2 separate regions of the Sus scrofa genome follow, and region 1 is linked to region 2. Evidence: chromatin contacts called from public HiChIP or PLAC-seq data. All regions are on one chromosome and are shown on one strand. Each heading gives the region's core, a stretch centred on a gene start, on an enhancer-like site or on the middle of the called end of the contact. The rest is flanking DNA. Distances are from core to core; before and after follow the strand shown. Region 1 overlaps ETS1 (ETS proto-oncogene 1, transcription factor). Region 2 has its middle 300 kb from the start of ETS1.

What was found. HiChIP or PLAC-seq counts read pairs in DNA pulled down with a chosen protein or histone mark.
Region 1: an H3K27ac HiChIP or PLAC-seq map of skeletal muscle shows a contact between it and region 2, with 11 times the contacts expected there. The contact joins two enhancer-like sites. A contact is called at or near these places in 1 of 5 promoter capture datasets (liver), 10 of 47 Hi-C or Micro-C datasets (alveolar macrophages, embryonic fibroblasts, epiblast stem cells and 7 more) and 1 of 2 datasets of contacts at active chromatin or transcription factors (skeletal muscle).

What each region holds. Positions count from the first base shown.
Region 1 is chr9:55,470,587-55,477,012 of Sscrofa11.1, reverse strand. All of the region lies in intron 3 of ETS1 (ETS proto-oncogene 1, transcription factor), which reads left to right. Among named protein-coding and RNA genes, the nearest start is that of ETS1, 38 kb to the left of the region's middle. Within about 2 kb of position 2,267, at least 40 of the 83 cell types and tissues checked have an H3K27ac peak or open chromatin away from gene starts, as enhancers often do. A contact at or near this core is called in liver, retroperitoneal adipose tissue, skeletal muscle and 1 more, where this site is marked.
Region 2 is chr9:55,208,471-55,214,781 of Sscrofa11.1, reverse strand. No RefSeq gene overlaps it. Among named protein-coding and RNA genes, the nearest start is that of ETS1, 300 kb to the left of the region's middle. Within about 2 kb of position 4,616, at least 24 of the 83 cell types and tissues checked have an H3K27ac peak or open chromatin away from gene starts, as enhancers often do. A contact at or near this core is called in liver, retroperitoneal adipose tissue, skeletal muscle and 1 more, where this site is marked.

The DNA of each region.
Region 1 (6,426 bases), core at 1,018-3,517, 260 kb before region 2:
GTATTGAGTCAGAAAGTGACCCGATGATGGGATGAACACTTTTGGAGGCCAGGGCCACGTGCTGGACACTGAGAAGATTCAAGGAGAATGGGGAAGGCTGATGCCTGTCTCTAGGCAACATTTCTTCAAATGTGTATGTGAGGGTACATTTATATATATTAAGAAATAGTTCCGAGGTGAAATGTCACACTGCTTTAGGAGATAAAGATTGGTCAGAAAGAGTGTGACGTTGGCTCTCCCTGTAATACTGAACACTTTTAACATACATTTTCCTGCAAAACGGTAGAGCTAAAGAGTGTCTTTCCCCCCTAAACTTTGGAAGTTCAAGTGGGAGACGCGTCGAGTCCGAGTTCATGGTCTCTCCTGGGGCTTTCCCAGACGGCCAGGCGGCTGGGAGAGATCAAACCTGGCCCAGTGTTTGGAAAAGGGCTATCGGCAACCAGGTGGGAAGTTTCAGCAGGAAAAACAGATGCCTCCAATTTGGCTTTAAGTGTGGAGCACGGGGAGGGAATGCCAGAGAGACTTGTTAAATGGAGATTCACCTTGCTCTGAAATGTTTATTCTCCCAACAGCCTTGTTCTTTCAGCTGGCCCTCTCAGACGGGCCCTGTGGTTTAAAACACGGTATACTGTTCTTTCCTCATTGAGTATGTTTTCCTTTTATAAAGGACCTGTTCCAGGTTCTTTGTTCAAAACAGTTTTGATTGTGCGTGCGCACGTGTGTGTGTGTGTGTGTGTGTGTGTGTGTGTGTGTGTGAGAGAGAGAGAGAGAGAGATGTGGGCTATTCCTCTCAAGGAAACTTTCGACCTTCTCGGAATCTGACTTGAGAGTTGTGTTTGGAAGGGGGAAGCTGTAACCCCGGCACAGGTTTTAGCCTTTCACGGAAGGCTGCAGTGAGAGCCCAGCTGCCCTGCCAAGCTGCATCCAGGGCACCGTGCTGTGCTGACCGAAGCTTGCTGCAGGAAACCCTTTCGGCACCCGCATCCCATCCCTGAGAGGACCAAAGTCAGCCAGGAGGAAAGGCTCGGGGAAAGAGCCCTGGGAGGGCATTATGAAGAGAAGCCACAGGCAAAAAAAAAACTAGCTCTCAGTCTCGCTCATCATTTCGTTTTCCTGATGATGAGATTTCTGCAAGTGCCTGACTCTCTTCTCCATCCACCAAGGATATTTCTCTGGCTGGGAACCGAGTTGCCTCCTATTTGCGGAGGTTGCGCTGCCCCGCCCATCCTATCTCCCACCCACCACCCCGGTAGCTTTCCAGCCTGGGCTAGTTCATATTCAGATCACAATAACTTTGTAAGTTTTTGAGTATCAGCTGAAAGGTATGGGGTCCCAGCAAAGCGTTTAGGGGGTATGGTGGGAAGAGCAAGAACTCACCGGGATTTTGTTCCCTCCCCTTTAACAGGCGGGACGCTTACACTTATTTCACAGTTGCCTCGTACTATAGACTGGGCAGAGTGTGTCCTTCAAAGGTCGTCATAGCAGGTGATGAATAGATGCCACCCTTTCACCATGATGAGTGTGAATTTAAGTGACTCAAAGAAACCTGGTGGCCCACTCTTGTCTCCCCAGCTTTGCCCATGCTCCGGCGCCCCAGGGTAATTTTCAGACACCTGCCAATTTTACCTTCCGCGATGCCGCATTTTACTAGCGGGAGGAGAAGGGAGCCAGGTGAGGGCCAGAAAGAGAAGCTGTGGGTTAGAGACCTGTGTCTCTCAGAGGGACTCCAGCGGCCCAGGGCAGTAAGGACAAATGTAAATCACCTCCTTCGCTCCTGGGGCGGGAGGGTAACCTAGTGGGAGAAACCGGGGCCACAAGGAGTGACAAGGAGTATGCGAGCGTTCCGCTGGCTGTCCTCCAGCGCTGCTTCTCAAAAATCCTAGGAAGTAACAGCATTGCCCTGGAAGTCCCAGGGGGCTGGGGAGAAAAAAAGTTCTCTTAACTTTTTCAAACCACAAATATTTGGCCCGAGTTGGGAAAAGGTCCCTGGGGCACGGAGTTCTTATTTGATTCAAGCAGTCTTGACCCCCCTCTTCGGGAACTCGGCGGGGGGAGCGGGGCTGGGGGCCCCTGGTGGAGGCCGCCTGGCGTCAGTCCCCGCTCTGCCGCCCTGGGTGAAGCGAGCGCGGGGTGGGTGAGGGTGCGGGGGCTGGAGTCGGGCGGGGGGAGGGGCCCTGGCGGGGGAGGGATGCGCAGAGGCAGCCTGTTCTCAGCGTCTGGTCGCCAAGAGACTTACTCTCTCCAGATGTTCGCTGTGTTTATAGCTGCTGAAGCAGGAGACCCAGCTCCCTCATTAATAAGTTTCTTTCCTGCGCTGCGGCCAGGGGTCTCAGCCCGAGCCTGCAGCTGGAAGAGGCGCGGTGGGGGAGGGACGAGGGGAGGTGGCTCGCCCCCCTTTCGCGCCCTCCCCTCCCGCCTCCGCGTCCCTAACCCCCACCCGCCTTCCTCCTCTGCAATCCTCCCAAAATACACGAGCACACAAAAAGAAAAACACCAGCAGATTTTTTATTTCAGAGAGTAAACACTTGGGCCGTGGGGGTCTGGAGGTTATGGGAAAAGAGGAAACCATCAGGCTAATCAGGCCGGCACACACTTCCCCTGCTGAAATAAAACAGAAATCATTGCTCCGCAGGCCGGCGGGTTAACCCCGGCGCTGCCAGCGAGGCGGGCGCAGGCGGGGCCCGCCGCGAGGGAGGCAGGGCGTCCAGGAGCCCCGGCTGGAGGATCCCGGTCCCGGCTGGGAGGAGCGGACCGGCTGGGACTGAGCGCCTTCCATGCCGTCAGGGGGTAGCATGCCTGCCCCGAGCCGGGATGGAGAAAGAGACGGTTGGAACAGAAGAGATTCTGGACAGAGATTGTTTTGCAAGAGCTGGGGGCGGGGGGCAGTTCTAGATGAGTTGGGGAGATAGATAGACCGCGAGGCGAGCGAGCGGCGGGCGCGCACGTGCTTAAGGTTACTGTTGAGAAATGAACTGGGGACTTGATGAGGTGGGTCTGGGCCAAGGTTTTAGCCCAGCCACCTACCAGCTCTGTGACCATGGGCACACCGTTGACCCCTCCTAAGCCTGTGTCCTCGTGTGTAAGACAGTAGATCCCGCCTCGCAGAATTATAGTGAGGAGCTGAAAACCGTATTGACTGTGGAAGAGGCGAGCACCTGAGCATGGCTCTCAAATCAGGATTTCGTAGATTACTTTGAACTAGTCAGGTTCATCTCTTCCTTCCTTCCTCCCTCCCTCCCCTTCCTTTTTCTTCCCTTCTTCTTCCTTCCTTCCTTCCTTCCTCCCTCTAATCCATTAAATGCCTTCAGCTTCTACCTTCTGCCCCCTCGCTGCCTGTCTGGAGATCATAAATATCGCATGGGCCAGAGGTCATAGGTCAAACGTGAGACCTAATTGCACTATGAGGGAAATTACCTCCCCACTGATGAATAGGGCAACCTCTGGCTCTCTGAGGCTGCCAGTGTGAGAGGCCTGAGAGGCCAGCAACTTTGGTTCAGATCCTGCCCCCATACCACCGCCCCTCCCCCACATGGCTGTAAGGTTATGCTTCCCCGACTCGGGGTTCCCCCACTTGGGGTTCCCCCACTTGGAACAGCCCAATTAGATTCATTCACCACCTCCACAGAAATGTTGAAGTCTTTTGGGCTTTCTTGCTATGAAAGAAAACAGACCTTTGCAACCTCTGTTCCTTCTTACGAGTGGCATTAAAAAAAACCCCAAAACAAGGCTACCAATTCCCGAAGTTGTTTTACGAGTCTTTGGGGGTACCTCCTGAAACATGCTGAAGTTGGGCCTAAGAAACAGACCCCAGTGATTTAAAGAGCCACAGAACCAGGGTTCTAGTTGCCTTTGCAGTTGTCACTTGATTTCTTACCTGCGTCATACATGTTTTTTATCAATGCTGACAACTTTCTGCCAAGTTGTAGGCCTGCAGATTCTCATACAGCAGGGGTGCTTGATGGGGGCGAGTTTCAGAAACAAGGGATCCCTCTGAAATTTTATGGGAGGACTTTCCTAAGGGCCTTAGCTTTCCTCTGATTCTCAAAGTGGTTGAGACCCCAGGAGGTTAAGAACTCCAGCCCAAGGGAAAAGGTACCTTTGAACCCAGGCAGCACTTAGCATCTTGTATTTAGCAAGTCAAGTCTCTTTTGTTGAGCTGGGTTGTATTCACTGGTAAAGCTTCCTTCCTGTCAATCCCTTCTCACCACTCCTTCAGTCCCAAGAGACAGTATTGAAATCTGGGAACTGTTTCCATCCCATTGTGGCAGAGACACTAGGCATGGACGCCTTGCCTGAAATCCAATCACATTTCTCCTGTTTCCTTCTTAATGTCTCGTTTTATTTCATGCTCCTCAGAATAATCTCTCCAAACGCCCTGAAGGGTAGGGGCCTGTGGTCCCTACTGGGACATAGAGGTGGGATGGGGCCGAGCCCTTGGGGCCACTTCAGAGCGTCATAGGAGCATCACACTGAAATCTCCTTCTCATGGACTAGCCACTGACTGAGGGATATTCCCCGCATGGTCCTCTCTTGCGATCAATGGGAAAAGATGAGTGGCAGGAGCAGGGCCCCTAAGGGGGCTGAAATCCAAAGCCAACCCTTCCTCCCACAATGGGTGCAGAAACCACGGCACAGAGAGATGCTTCCTTGCCCCAGCCACTGCCTCCAACTCTGGCCATCCTTTGGCATCTTAGCCCTCATTTCTATTCTTTGCCTTCTCTTGGAACCCTTGACTGTTATATCCGCTGCCACAGACAGACAGGTGGAGACATTTTCAGAAATTTCAAATCCAGCACAAGGAGTTTTTACCCTACCCTGGCCAGCTCCTTGGAGCCGCCCAGTGACAGCTCTGCCTTTCCTCCGTTGGTCAGTGCAGATGAACATTCTTAACTGAGCAGGGCCTACAGCCTGGCCTGCATCCCGTTGATAGGCTGAATACTGGGTTTTATAATGAAAGAGACTGAAATGCCTGTGGCCTGTTCCTGCACCGTTGAGTAAAGACTAAATAACAGAAACGTTGTGTTTCCTTCAACCAACCTTGAAATATTCAGGCATTTCATTAGTACTTTGTGCTTTGAAGACATGGTTCTGATCTCTCAGAATTTTATCTCTCTTCCTCATTGCTCCTCTACTGATCCATTAAACAATTAAGAATGTAGAATAAAAATACTTCCTATCCCATTCTTCTTCAATTTTACTTTTTTTTTTTTTTTTTAAGGGCCACACCAGCGGCATATGGAGGTTCCCAGGCTAGGGGTCTAATCGGAGCTGCAGCTGCCCGCCTACATACACCACAGCCACCTACATGCCAGATCCCAGCTGCATCTGCAACCTATGCCACAGCTCACGGCAATGCCGGATCCTTAACCCACTGAGCGAGGCCAGGGATCAAACCTGCAACCTCATGGGTCCTAGTCAGATTCGTTTCTGCTGCACCACGACGGGAAGTCCTCTTCTTCGATTTTAAATAATCTTACTGTAGAAAGTCCAGGAGAAGGGCCTGCCTTCTTTCCAGACCAGCTTGAGAGGTAGCATAACTGCCATTCATGAAATACTTTCTCTGTGCTAAGGATCACATACATGTGGTCTCTTTGACTCTTACAAGAGTCTTACGAAGGTGATTTTATTCCCATTTTACAGATGAGACGGATAAGGTTTGGAGAGATAAAATCTAACTTTGTAACTTCCCCCAAATAAATCTAACTATAATTCTGGGAGGTGGGGAGGGAATCAGTGAAACTAAAATCTTCCTGCAAAGCCCATGCTCTTGACCATTATTACAAACTTTGCTGCCCAAACATTTTTTTTTTTTTTTTTTTAAGGCTTCATTGTTGCCTCATCCCTGTGGCTGATGTCCACCTTGTAGGATAAGATAAGCTGATAAAGAGTTCCTGTCGTGGTGCAGCAGAAACAAATCCCACTAGAACCCATGAGGTTGAGGGTCCATCCCTGGCCTCCCTCAGTGAATTAAGGATCCTGCGTTGCTGTGAGCTGTGGTGTAGGTCTCAGATGAGGCTCGGATCTGGCGTTGCTGTGGCTCTGGCATAGGCCAGCGGCAATAGCTCCGATTAGACCCCTAACCTGGAACCTCCATATGCTGTGAGTAGGGCCCTCAAAAGACAAAAGACAAAAAAAAAAAAAAAAAAAAAAAAAAGCTGATAAGATAAGCTTTCCTGGTTTCCCTGCAAGCTGGAGACCTAAAAACCTTGCAGCAATGAAATAGAGAAAGGGAGCACCTCTGGTCTACTGGTCTACCTTCTCTGGTTTCTTTTGGTCCAGCATTGCTTACTTAAGGGCATGAAGGAGAAAGGGCACGTGCAAAGCTGCCCTGGAGCTTGCCTTTGCTGGCCTTCCACTTCGGGTCTGTCTCCCAAGCTCTGCACTCTCTTTTACCCCTCCTCCACCAGCCAGCTCCGTGGGCAGACA
Region 2 (6,311 bases), core at 3,367-5,866:
AATCAAAAATCACACAAATCCTAAAATCAAGAAATAAAATAGTTGTCCCAGTATTTTTATATTATATATTCATATAATATATGCTATTTATGATACATATTTTCTATATTTTTATAACAGAGTATACATCTTTTGCGTTTGTTTTTCTCTATAAATATCATTACACATACCACACATACATACACAAATACGTTTTTGTTTTTTATTTTTACTTTTTTATTTTTCTATTTTTTGTCTTTTTATCTTTTGGGGCTGCACCCATGAGATATGGAGGTTCCCAGGCTAGGGATCTAATCGGAGCTGTAGCCGCTGGCCTACACCAGAGCCACAGCAATGCCAGATCTGAGCCATGTCTGAGACCTACACCGCAGCTCACAGCAATACTGGATCCTTAACCCAATGAGTGAGGCCAAGGATCGAACCCTCAACCTCATGGTTCCTAGTCGATTTGTTTCTGCTGTGCCATGATAGGAACTCCATTTTGTTTTTTAAAAAGTGGGCTGACATTATGCATTTTGTTTGGTAACTTGCTATTCCACTTCTCAGTACAGCAGGGCGTGTTCCCATGTTATTTAAGGATTCTCTATTTTTCATGGTTATATATTATTTCATAATTCTTATATAGTATACATACGTATTAATGGACATGTGCCCCATTGTTTCTTGGTGCATGCCTCTTGTCAAAGCTTCTGCTAATATTGTCTTCTAGAAAGTTCATGCATTTTATTTTCCTGCTAGCTGTATAGAGCTGGGCCTTTTATTTCTAATAAGGGAAAGTGTGGCTATAGCTTAAAAGGACATGACACACATCTTCCTAATAATTGAAGTACCCTTGCAACTCAAAATACCCTTCTCATTCAAAATGAGAAGAATATAGGGGGAGTGAATTATACATCAGGTTGATCTTCATTGACTAAGGTCCCAAAGGTAATTGTTACAGCACCGCAATGTTGCCTTTAACATAAGACGTACAATCATGGCGGTTCCCGTCATGGCTCAGTGGTTAACGAATCTGACCGGCATCAAGAGGACGAAGGTTCGATCCCTGGCCTCGTAGTAGGTTAAGGATCCAGCATTGCCATGAGCAGCTCTAAAAAGAAAAAAAAATTCCAAGACTTAGAGTCAGCTCAAAATAGTATTACCTCAGGATATTTTTATATCATCCAGAGTTAAATGAATATCGTCACCTGGGTGGAAAAACAAATCCTCAATATGATGTGTTTTTTATTTTATTATTTTTTTTTGTTTTTTATTTTGAAAAAGTGACCAAAGAGAATGTGGGTGAAAATACTGAACTGTCAGACAGTCTTCAGAGAGCGGCTTCTGCCTCATGCTAGGACTCTCCCTGTGGCTTCACCTCCGCTGTCTTTCTCCAAACGCTTCCATGAGCATCTTGCTCTTCGTGCTTCATACCCCAGAGCCTCTGCTCGCTACCACCTAAAAATTTCTCTTTTCCTCTTGTGTGAAAGCCAGGATGGTGGTTCAGCTGATGAGAACACAGAATTAGTGAGCAGAAGTCTGCCTCATTTGGGCTATTTAGCTTTGAGGAGGAGGAAAACAAAGCAGTTCCTCCATAGACCCAGGCCATCTGTCTCTCACCTCCAACAGGCCAATAGGGAAGAAAAGATGGCCGTTGGATGGCTCAGGACAACTTGTCACCATAACTAGAATAACTCCTTAGCATCAAAGCCTAACTTGTGCTGGGTCATGAGCACCATCATGTGCAGAACACAGCGGCTTTCTCTCCCCTCTGCGTCCCCTCAGGTCTTTCCATGCAAATCCTTTGAAATATGATGATCAAGCCAAAAACTTATGGCTGGCAACCATATTGAGATAGAAGCATAGCATGATTCTCCCATTTGTAAAGGGGAGAGTTCTTATTAGTATTTAAAGAGTGTTTCCTTTTTAAATTAGGCATGTTAGGGCTAGTGTGAAAATAAAAATTCTTAAATCTGTCCTTTTTCCATTCTTGGCTTCCCCAAAAGATGTAGCGCTTAGAGATGCTGAGGTTGATGTGCCCCACTACAAGCTGTGTGGCCTGGACAAGTCTCTTAAACGCTCTGTGCCTCAGTTTCCCCATTTATAAAAATGGGTTAAGATAGCACTTATCTCCTAGGATCCTTGCGAAGATGAAATCGGCGAATGCATAGAGCGATTGGAACAGTGCTGGCCATGTGCTAGCGGCTCCATCGATGTCAGGGGCTCCTGGGATGGTCATTCCTCTATTCTGACCAGTGTTTGGACACATGGCTCTATCACGGGTTGTCAGGAAGACTTGGGGCTGTTTCATGGCAGCTCATGTGAGCATGAGTCTTGGCCTATTTACTGAAAGCTGAAACTCAAAACCCTGAAGGGCCCCAAGGCATCGGCAGAGACTGTGGGAAATTTATGAAGGGCACCAGAGGCTCATGGCTTTCACTTAAATGCTTACGGCTTCACTGGCCTTTCCCCACCCATCAGCACAAGACAAATCCACAGAATAATCAGAAACATGCCCGGCCATTGGGTCAAGACAGCGGCATGGGGCAGCGGGCGGCCCTAGACTGGCCATGCTGTTCAGCCTGTTAACACCCAGAGTTGCCAACCTGGTCCCCTTTCCTTCTGTGACTAAATGAGGAGGCCCCAGGCTCATGAACACATGTGCATACAACTCCCACGGCCACTTAAAAAGGCCCTATTCCTGATCTGGGGAAGCCAGATGGGGTGACGTTCCTGGTTCCAGGCTCTGGGAGAGGCGTGTAGGCAGAGACTTCAGGGCAGGGACTGAAACACATGGACCCCCAGGTCAACAGACTTCTTCTCCCTCTGCCTTCCCCAGCACAGGTAAACCAGGGCTTCAGAAGAGCTGGTTCACTCAGTCATGTTCCCAGTGTGGGTGAGTCCTTTCTGAGCCACATGCCATCTGTGTATTAATCCACAGTTTCCCTGGGGGCCATTCCAAGCACGGCGAAGAGCTCATTGTTTCTGGTTTTATGGTGTCCTCAGCCAATCCGCTGGAAAGAATCCCATTAGGTTAGAGAACACAGTTGGGAGTTCAAATCTCTTTCCTTCAATATTTGCCAGGCAGCATCTCCTCTCACCTACGTCTGACTTCCTTTTTGATAGTGACACAAAGTAACGCTGGATTTTCAGCCAGGCTGCCTGCCAGAGTGGCCGGGGTGATGGCAGAGAGCTTGTGGGAGGCCAGTGTTACCCGGGGCTGGCTGCTCCAGAAGGAACAGAAACAATAGCCCGCAAGCTTAATCTGAGTTCACCAGAGGATAAATTCTCCTCCCTGGGCCCCATTCTGCTTTCCAAATTACAGAGAAAAAGTCTTTAGAAATAGTAGGCTTACAGAGCAGAAGTCTTGGGTTTGCGTTTTAGCTCTCCACTTGTGTAACTCGGCTTGGGTGAAGCATAAGCCTTTGAGACTGTCTGTTCCTCTTTCACAGGCGAGGCTGGTAGTGTGGGATAGATGACCTGATGGACGTGGACGCCCCATGTGGATGGAAAGGGTAAAACGAATCCCAAGAGTTCTTCATGTTGATGGGTTTCATCAGGACACATAAGAGCAAAACACCAAATCCCAGAATTGGACATCGTCATCCCTTCAGGGCAAGTTCTGAAGGTGAAACCAGATAATATATAAACAGCCTACAGACATCCTATTGCACCAAACACTGTCGTATTATGCACTTATGACACCAAAAGCACCATCGAGAAGTGATGCTTCGTGCAAAGCTGAAATGCCCCCTTCCACAGCACGAAAACCTTGAACGTTCTCATGCTGCCTGAGTGTCCCTGGAGAATAAGTCCAGTTTCACGCCCTCTGTCATCAGTGTTGTCCTCCCAAGTGTAAACCTGGCAAATGCCTACCTCCTCGTAAAGTTCTGGGGAACTCTGGTCTGTCCAAGGCTGCTTCACCCATCTTGGAAATGTCCCGGGGTCCCACATGTGCAGGTGCAAAGGGAACCTGCAGCGGATGGTCTCCCTTTGATATTCTGGGCTGCTTCAAAGAAAGAGGCACCACTTCAGTACTTACCCTTCTCAACTCGAGATTCCAGCAGGAGTAAATCGTCATTACTCCCCGGAGGGGCAAGCACACTCCTAAGAATGGGGAAATTGAGGCATGAATGTTTAAACAATTAGCCTGGAGACTTAACCAAGGTCAGAGCGTGAGTAAGAGGAAAACACAGCGCCTGGCGTTCTGATCTGGTCCTAGAGATCCCAGGGGGAAGAGTTCTCTCTGCAGAAATACTTGCATGGCTAGCGTTTGCCAGAGCAGATGTTTTATCAAGCCTACTGTACAGCAGGGCCCACCCTTGCCTATCTATTCCTATCTGCTTTTATTATGCTTTGGGGCTCTCGCATGATAAGACCTCCCATATGGTACTTGTATTAACATTAAATAATGGCCATTGTGTTGTGTATACTATCACCATAGAAATATTTACTTAGTTGAACACAGACACCGGTCAGGCATGGTGATTGAAAACAAGCTAATCATAAAAACCATTCATGCTCACATCTATTTATAAAATCTGTTTCTCTTGTGCCAGTTAAGTACAGGCTTTGTTCTAAACAAACACACGCAAGCCTTCTGCACACCCAGGGACATGAAAGACACCCCTCCCCTGCCTCTTGCAGGCGGGGCCCCCGGGGCGTGTTTGCTGGGGCTCAGTGGAGGCTCCTCAGAGGCTGGGCCCTTGCAATCTGGGTTCCTTTGTTTACTCCAGGTGCTGACACCCTGCCTGGGAGCTCCCAGGCTTTGGGTTTTCAAATTTGGGGTGCTCAAAAGCCGTTGAGGTATTTGTCCCCCCTACAGATTTTCCAGCTCCGCACCCGAGAGCCTCTTTGGGTTGCTGACAAGGGGGCCTGGGAGACAAATTTTTAGGAAATGCTGGTGGTGCTGGCATTGAGTCTGTTCTCTTTCCTTGATAAATGGCCCTCTCCACTGCGTTCTCTGAGGTCCTGCCAGCTGCGCCCCACCCACCACACCGGCCCCCAGCAGATGCTATGGGGCTAGAGCTGGCCCTCCTGGGAGTTGCCTTTTGATGCCCTTAAATTTCATTTCAGCTGATACCATTGATTTCCATACATGTGAACTCTAAGTTGTGTACTGCCAAGTGCTTGAACATCTGGGCTTTGGAGTCAAAGAGTTTGCATCTGTCCCTGCACCTTAGTAGCCAAGAGTTTGCATCTGTCCCCGCACCTTAGTCGCCAAGTGGCCTTGTGCAAATGATGGAACTCCTCCAGTGCCCCCTTTTAACTTATGAAATGGGGATAATAATGAGAGCACTTGCCCCAGTGAGGAGATGGGAGGAAGCAGCCATCAGGCTGGTGGAGAGCGTGGCGCACGGTCCTCGAATGAGTGGTTCTGTTTCAGAAATAAATTAAGTTGACTTGGGCTGTCCTTTCAGATCAGGGTGTTTGGGAGGGTGCACCTGAGGGGACATGGTATAGGAAAAAGCTGGGATGCCCTGTGTTGATATGTGGTCCAGTCACCAAAGAGCTGAATGACGGTGGGCTGGTCCTTCTCCTCAGTGAGAATCTATAAAACGTTATCTGTGAAACGAGAGGGTAGGTCCAGTGCAGTCATTTCCCCACATTATGAGTGGGGTATCCCTTTTGAATGTCAACAGCCTAACAGAATATGTGCTTGTGTTTATACTCTCGGTGTTCCTTGACACACAATGATGAAACGTCTCTATGTATTCTGAAATTAAAAAAAAAAGGGATTTATATGTATGCATCCAAGCCCTATGTCCATTTATTTGGGAAATGATTGAAGCTTGTTTTGCATGACACATATTATTGATAAGACCACAACTGGTTGGCCAGTTGTGTAATAACTACAGCCCAAGAGTTACAGTCTCTCCAAGTGGGAGCCACTGGTCAGACGGTTGTTTTTTAATAGATCCCTCTTGGCAGTGAAAGTGGATCTGGAACCTCGAACTGTGAAACAGATGGATTCAGAGCTGCTTTGCTTTCTCTCCCTTCACTTCGGTGAAGGCGCCTCTGTTTAATTAAATCGATTCTGAGCGCCCACTGTGGGCAAGCCCTGTTCTGGAAGCTTGGGGTATGTCAGGCAAGCAAGTGCCATCCCTCCTAGTGAATATGCGTCTCACTGGTCTCTCAAAGTGGCCCTGGGAGTTCCCTGGTGGTGCAACGGGTTAAGGATCCAGCGTCATCACTGCAGCAGCTTGGGTGGCTGCTGTGGTGCAACTTCGATCCCTGGGCCGGGAATTTCCACGTGTTGTGGGTATAGCCAAAAACAAACAAACAGATTTTTTAAATGCAAGTGGCCCTAAGCCTCTGAGTCTGGGATTCCA